2 separate regions of the Danio rerio genome follow, and region 1 is linked to region 2. Evidence: chromatin contacts called from public Micro-C data. All regions are on one chromosome and are shown on one strand. Each heading gives the region's core, a stretch centred on a gene start, on an enhancer-like site or on the middle of the called end of the contact. The rest is flanking DNA. Distances are from core to core; before and after follow the strand shown. Region 1 holds the start of fam169aa (family with sequence similarity 169 member Aa). Region 2 overlaps cert1a (ceramide transporter 1a).

The links. Hi-C and Micro-C count contacts between places; a contact is called where the count stands out from the background.
Region 1: a contact with region 2 is called in a Micro-C map of caudal fin, with 3 times the contacts expected there. The contact joins the promoter of fam169aa here to the enhancer-like site in region 2. A contact is called at or near these places in 2 of 18 Hi-C or Micro-C datasets (caudal fin and an unstated tissue).

What each region holds. Positions count from the first base shown.
Region 1 is chr5:55,160,159-55,164,312 of GRCz12tu, forward strand. fam169aa (family with sequence similarity 169 member Aa) reads left to right here and starts at 2,167. Exons shown (of 10, transcript NM_001045367.1): 1 at 2,167-2,261. It also overlaps a transcript of arsk not described here.
Region 2 is chr5:55,031,540-55,035,322 of GRCz12tu, forward strand. All of the region lies in intron 7 of cert1a (ceramide transporter 1a), which reads left to right. It also overlaps a transcript of arsk not described here. Among named protein-coding and RNA genes, the nearest start is that of cert1a, 39 kb to the left of the region's middle. Within about 2 kb of position 2,187, at least 2 of the 62 cell types and tissues checked have an H3K27ac peak or open chromatin away from gene starts, as enhancers often do. A contact at or near this core is called in caudal fin, where this site is marked.

The DNA of each region.
Region 1 (4,154 bases), core at 917-3,416, 130 kb after region 2:
GTACCTTTTATGGTCTAATTGAAATGAAGCTACACAATATTTCTCATATAAAAGGTACATAAGTGTTGGACAACTCCTTTATTACAACATCTCTAAAAATAAATAGTACTGGAAAGGCAAAGTGATTTATAAATAAACTCCTATTAAAACAAGAATCTTCATTTAAAAGCATACAGTTGAGGTTATTAGATCCCTTTAACTTTCTTTTTAAAATATTTTCCAAATAACGTTCAACTGAGCAAGGATATTTTCACAGTATGTCTGATAATATTTTTTCTTCCAGAAAAAGTCTTTTTTGTTTAATTTTGGCTAGAATAAAAGCAGTTTTTAATTTTTTAAACACCATTTTAAGGTCAAAATTATTAGCCCCTTTAAGCTATATTTTTTCAAGACTGTCTACAAAACAAACCTTCGTTATACAATAACTTGCCTAATTACCATAACCTGCCTAGTTAGCTAATTAGTTAAGCCTTTAAATGTCACTTTGGGCTGTCTTGATAAATATCTAGTCAAACATTATTTAGTCATCATGGCAAAGATAAAATAAATCTGTTTTTAGAAATGATTTATTAAAACTATTATGTTTAGAAATGTGTTTAAAAATCTCTCTGTCGAACAGAAATTGGGGAAAAAATAAACAAGCGGTCTAAAAATTCAGGGGGGCTAATAATGCTAACTTCAACTGTATGTTTAAAGAAACTCGTAAACATTTATTATTAAGTTCTATAATACAAAAAAATGGTAAAACAAAACTTTAGGTGTTGGAAAGTAAACATGTAAGGCTTTTTAATAAACATTTAGAAAACATCTACTGATAATTACAGTTTCATTATTGATATTCGCACCTTTTGGTGTTTGCCTTCCACTAGTATCTGGCGAAAGTCCTGCATATACAAAGTGTTCATGCAAACATTTTAGTATTGTAAAACTAATTAAACATTGTGCATATCTCATTACAATATGTTTGCATTTCTATTTTAAAATTAAGTAAATTAAATGAACTTTGACATGCTTACAAAGGCATCATGTGAAAATTGGAGATTTTTGGTTTGTTTGTTTGTTTGTTTGTTTGTTTGTTTGTTTGTTTGTTTGTTTAATATTGTACATGGGAGAATGTATTTCTGTAACTTTTTGTGAAAAAAGTTGTGAAATGTTTAGCAAAAATAGATATTTTGATTTATGTTAGTGTTTTTTTATTCTTTATTATAAATGGAAAAGGTGCATTTACACAACAAGAAACGTCTTTAAAACATTGTTTAAAAATGTATTTGATGTTTTATATTTACTGAAAATAAACTGAGGCATTTTGGATGAAGCAAAATGTATTTAAATAGTTCTTGAAGAAACACCTTTGACAATGTTAGGGTACAAAATGTCTTGTCACTGTAGTGGTATTGTATAGTGGTTTGTCATAGATCAGATTTGTGCCTTTGGGGTACAATATTGTTTTTGCAGATTTAAAAACCAAAGGTACATTTAGGTTTTCCATGGGTCAAATCATGTCCTTGTCCTTAAAAGTACAAACTGCAATAGCACAAATTAGTTTCTTTGTATTAAGGTACAATTCTGTCCCATAAAAAGTTACTGCCCCAATGCCAAGGGTTTGTACCTTCTTTGGTATACAACATTTTTTCTGAGAGTGCAGTATTGGTTATTCATGTGACTTTGGTTTTATATATTATAGGGGGTCTGTAAAGATTATATCACTGATTTATAGGCTAATATTCAATAGCAAAACAAATAAAATAATGGCATGTGGAAAAAAAACGTAGGGGGCTGGACTCTACCCTCTGGGGTGTTTCTTTACTGTTTCCAGTGGCAAACCGATGATTATTTTTTCAGTCGTGGCTTGTTATGCTCTCTGAGCATTCTCTGCTTTCTCTGAATAATTTTCTGCATCAGTAATTTTTCCGGGTTATCATTTTAAGACCGTACATCGATTTTATCTGAAATGCCTACTTTTATGATTTAGTATGGACTTCTAAATTCCACTAATACTTCATATGTGTTTACGTGGTGTCAGATCTATTTGTTTTTTTTTATATAAAACGCGTTCCAGATTTAGTCTGTGATTGCATAACGCGATTGTGCGCTCCTCTCCCGTTGGCTGCTCGTGCGCTGCTCAAAGTGGAGGGAACGAGAGGGAGGGAGCTTCGGCACGCGCGTATGCACAACTATGTAACAGCCACGTAATATTCATGCACTGAGGTTCACGAGAATAAAAAAATAAATCATAAACGCCGGGAATTTTAAAAAGCCAGGTAAGTTATTCTTTTTTTCTATGACACATTCTGGGTGGTTAATTTTGTTCTTCAAATCAAAACAACAATGTAATGGCGCGACGTGCCAAATACGCATCTTCAGCGCGCTGGATTAGTGTTTGTTTACTAAGCTTCTCCTGCTCGAGTTCACAGGGTGCAGTGTTTATACTGAATAAATCCTGCATGTTTATTGAAAAATATCACTTTTACTCATATGTCTGACCATTTGTGTTGATAATAATTTTCAGAAAGCTGTTTTTAAACACCAGTTTCCCCCTTGCAGAGCTGCAGAACATGTAACAGCACGACTGGAATGTTTAAATCAATTAGTTCATTATTAATGACATATGTGCGCTGTATTATGCAATTGCAATCTTTTCGGGGCTGCATGTTTTCCCTGTGTTGTAGGCTACTGCAACTGAATCCTGCTCACTCCAGCTAAACAGTAGCTTGAAATCACTCGACGGGCCCACATAATCCTTAGATGTTAAAATATAGAAATGTTTGCAAACATGCGCGCATACACAGCTATCCTTACTCAAACCCACCAAAAACAAGTTTCAACTAATTACAAAACATAAACAAAGGGTTCCAAGTGTTGATGTATTTGTCTTTAAATGTTTTACAGACAAGTTTTGCTGGTTGAGATGGAGTAACTTGTGCAAAAGTGTTGGGTTGGTTATTGGTTAGTTCGTGGGACTTTAAATGCGAAGATTCCTGCAGCGAGGTTGCACACACACCCACGAGCTTTAGGGCGCTTTAAGTACACCGTGTTACCAAACCTATTGTCAGGCGATCCATGTACTGACGACCTTTCACAGAAATACACGTTCGAAATCTGACACTGTTGCAGTACTTAAGTATTATAAAAGTACAAAATTGTAGCTTTTAAATACAGTCCCAGTGACAACATTGTAATGTAACATTTCTGTGTGTACAAACTTTAGATAATTTTAATAGCATTGTAACTGGATTAAGCATTCGCTTTGTGTGAAAGTTGTCAGAAAGTTTGTGTTTTGTGATTTCTTTATTCAAATAAATAAAAAGCTTCATTAATATATTGCAGTTGGTGTGGTTATGTTGACAAAAAATGACAAAAAGTTATGATAAATTATTTTAAATAGCTTTAAACATATGCTGGAATAGTTGGCGGTTCATTCCACTGTGGCGACCCCTGATAAATAAAGTGACTAAGGTGAATGAAAATGAATGATTGAAGAGACTTTAAAGAAAGTACAACAGCACATATGCTAATAATCTAAACTTGTTTTTATGTTGACCTACAAACTCACATGCAAATGCCATGTGCAAAGCACTTCCCATGGGCAATACTAAATTTGTTCTGTACAATGCATTTTATAAAAAACATCAGCTATACTTTTTTGGAGCGCACGTGAATGTGATACTCTTGGAGAGCAGCTTTATAATCTGATAACCCTAATACCTTTGAATTGAAGGCATGAATATAGCAAGTTTATCTGAAGTTGACATTAAGTACGTTTACATGGACACCAATAATCCTAATTTAATGCGATTGAGACAATACTCTGATTAAGAGTCTACCATGTAAACAGTGTTTTTTGACTAATTTAATCATTAAGGTCTGATATAAATCAATAATTAAGGTCATAATGGAACTATACAGAAATCAAACTAACGTGGAGTATGCTGATTTTACTGACATTATTGACTGCAGTATAGACATGTAGACACTGCAATCAAACTTACTGTCGTGTAGGATTTTCGCTGCATTTTGCGTCAGGATAGTCTACACATGGCTGTTTGATGTTATTTTTTGCATCTACTAAGTCAGTGAAGGACCACAGACATCTGCATCACGAAATGTGAAGGTTTTCTCCCATACAGTGTGCGGCAGGGCACCTCATTTTACAG
Region 2 (3,783 bases), core at 937-3,436:
CATTATGTCCCTGGCAATGTCTGACACCAGCGCATACACACTGTAATAGATGTGCCAGGTACGAAAGCTTGACAGGCGTAGCAACTGTAACTAAGGAGGGTGGGGCTTAGCGAAAGGTTAATACTTGGGTAGAAACACATGTAAAATATTGTTGTCACGATAATGAAAATCGATAGCAATCGGTAATAGAATTTGTAAAAATTCAGTTTCCCACTAACATTTAAGTGCTATTGAGCACTTTCTTAAATAGTGCTGATTTGCCATTGTGTTCTCATGTTCAACAGAAATTACTGTGATTGGCTGTGAAGGTAATCAGTTCACCAAACTCACCACCTTTTACTGAGTGTAACCACAGATACAGGGACACTAAAGCTGTGAAAATTAGTCGATTTATCAGCGGATCACTGGTTTGTCAGCTGATAAATAGACCAGCTGATCTTCGCAGCTTTAAAACGCTGCAGTGTCCAATATTTCAGTGTCCAAATTACCGATTGGTATCGAATTCCAGCATCGTGACAACATGAATGAATCATGTTTTATAATAAGAGCTTCAAAATAACTTGTAAGTAAAGGATAATGTACATCTAGATGGTTGTTCTGCCGTTTTTTTGTTTTTTTTTTTATTGAAGGGCTTTATTCCGCTAGATGTACATTGTACCCCTTATTACATGGCTGCTTCCCACAAAACTAAACCATTAAACACAAAACACTTTTAAGTACTCTAAGGTCATTTAAAACTGACAAACCAAAACAGCACAATAAGTATTCAGTCACAAGATGGCACCAAACAGTCAACAACAGCATATATGAATATAGCCAAGATAAGCCTGCATTATTGTTGTTATCTAGGAATAACACACCTTGGAATGTCGAGATTAGCCAATCAGAAGCAAGTATTACAGAGAGAGATGTGTAATAAGATATCGTTAGCACTTTTAATGCAGTTTGCCCCTTAAGAAGTTCTAACAGACACCTGCTCTGCTAACAAATTGCCTAATTGCTCTGTTTAATGTGTTTGATATATATTTTTCTCCTGTGTAACTTTACTTTGCAGTTATATTATTCATCTATATATTTTAGAAAGCCAAGAATAAATTTTCATTTTGTTCCATTTTGGACATTCTTCGAAATATCTTCCCCTTTTGACTGTAAAATTGTACAAGTCTACAATAAAAAACAGTTTCAGTTTTATAGGAAATATTAATAATTTCTCATTTTCATAATAGCTAATGCTTTTTCCACAGTGCTGAATCCCCCGTTATTAGATAACGCATTTCAGCATCTTACAGCTTTGTCTGGCTGCTATTTAAATTCCCATACACTTCCCACATAACACCTTAATTTCTGGATGAGTCACAAATGCACATTCATTAAAACAAAAGTGCATCCAGTCTCCGGAAGCTTTGCATTCCTCTCATTCATGTCCACTCTATGTGGGAGCACGTCTTCAAACCACACGCCATTAGCGTTTCAGTGTAAAGCTTCTGCTGCCACTTGCCAGACCAGTTTTTTTTCCATCTACAGTCCAGCCCCCGGAATATATCCCGAGCCAGGAAGCAGCTTCATGAATTCCAGCCGCCTCAGGGACTAGGCGGGTGTGATTTTTCACTGTCAGAAAAGATGGACCTTTGCACTGAATGAAGCTTTTGGTGAAACTCCCAAGAATTCCTAATTTGAGGACTGTGATTTGTATTGTAGAGGATGACTACGGTGTGCAGTGCTTCCGTAGTGAACTGGGTATCTGGGTCTCTACGGAGTGCTAATGAAAACTGGATTCCTCTGTGTACTCAGAGCAGCTTCTTCACTGTAGGTTTGACATGCTTCAGTTGACCAGTTGTTTGCCTTCAGTTTGAAATGTCTGAATGAATGTGTTTTTAGACTGAATATATTTGAGTTGTTTGTGTTTCCTCTGTGTATTTTCTGGTGTTGTTGTTTGATTATGTCGTTTAGTTGAGTCACGTTTCCACCTTTTGATAGTTGTCGGGTGTTGTCTTGTGACACTTTAAAAACAGGTAAGGGTGTTTTAGTGATTCTGCCTTAACCACACCTCACAGTTTCAGAAGTAATCTAATTTATTATGCATTAAACTGAATTACTCCTTAAATGTCTTGTGTACAACACCCAAAGCTTCTCAAGTGAAGGTTTAACGCTGTACCTGATGTTTTGTTGACACAGCATTTGACTTATTTGCTGAGTTGAATGCTGGCTTTCTGTTGGCTATTCAAGCTAGTTTTCAGTATGGATGAAATTGGTTCCACCCTTTATTTAATGAATGGGCTTTCAAAGATGCAAGACACAATGGTATCTTTGGTGGCATCTGTAGCTGGAGAGACAGTTGAAGCGGGTGTGTTTGCTTTCACTGAAGTGTGAGGCTGGCAGAGGTCCTGCCTCATGTCATTGTTCTGCTGTGGATTCTCAGTTTAGATCCTGAACTGACATTTGTTTGATTTTGTTTGTAAGCAAACTTGAAGCTTAGTTTAAGTTCCTGAGGTCGAGTGATGAGGGGAGTGGAATGAATGAATGAATGAATGAATGAATGAATGAATGAATGAATGAAGTCAGTAATGCATGCAGTCTTGTTTTTTTTTTTTAAATAAGCACTTTTATGGATCAAAACTGTACCATTTCAAAAGATTTCTATTTTAAATAACTGCTGTAAAATGGCTACCATAGTAAATCAGCTACCATAGTAAGCTGAAGCAGCTTAGTTGTTTTCAGCATTGATTGAAGAAAACATTTATTAGCATAATTCATATAATAATATATTTATTAGCAACTAATCAAAAGCAGCAGGACAGGGTTGATAACAGCTCATCAGAGATCAGAAGGACAAGCACAGGTGTTCCCCAAGGCTCTGTTAGCTCCCTAATTTTGTTTACAATGTTTATTTATTCATTAATTTACTTTTCGGTTTAGTCCCTTTATTAATCTGGGGTCGCCACAGCGGAATAAACCGCCAACTTATCCAGCATATGTTTTTAGGCAGCGGATGCCCTTCCAGCCGCAACCCATCACTGGAAAACACCCATACACTCTCATTCACACACATAACTACGAACAATTTTAGCTTTAGCAATTCACCTGTACCGCATGTCTTTGGACTTGTGGGGGAAACCGGTGCACCTGGAGGAAACACACACGAATACTGGGAGAACATGCAAACACCACGCAGAAATGCCAACTAACCCTGCCGAAGCTCGAACCATAACCTTCTTGCTGTAAGGCGACAGCACTACCTATTGCGCTACTGTATTGTACAGTAATGTAATGTTTACAAAGTCATAATTCCAGTAACCTTGTAGTAAAATACTCAGATGACACAGCTGTACTTAGCCATTTGTATGAACACAGTAACCCCTCAGTTTACCATTTAGAGGTTGAAAGGTTTGCTAAAGGGTGCACTTTAAACTACCATTTTATTAAAATCAACAAAACTGAGGAAATAATTTTTGATCCAAAGTCAATTGGGAATCATTTACCTGTGTTTATTGACGCAGAGCCCATTAAACAAGTGTGCTCTTATAAATATCTGGGTGTTTATATGGATAGCTTGCATGCTTGGGTGCCACATGTAGACAGTTTTTGTTCTCGTGTGCAGCAGCGATTGCATTTTGTACAGAGATTACCCCTCGCACCAGATTTGTATTTTTGGGCATTTTTGCCTTTACTGTGACAGGACTGTATGAGGATCTGAAGCATAGTTGGAAATGGAGAGGGGAAGGGGGTTGGGAAAGGTTGGCACGTCAGGACTTGAAATTTTCCAGCACTGTCACCTTACATGTT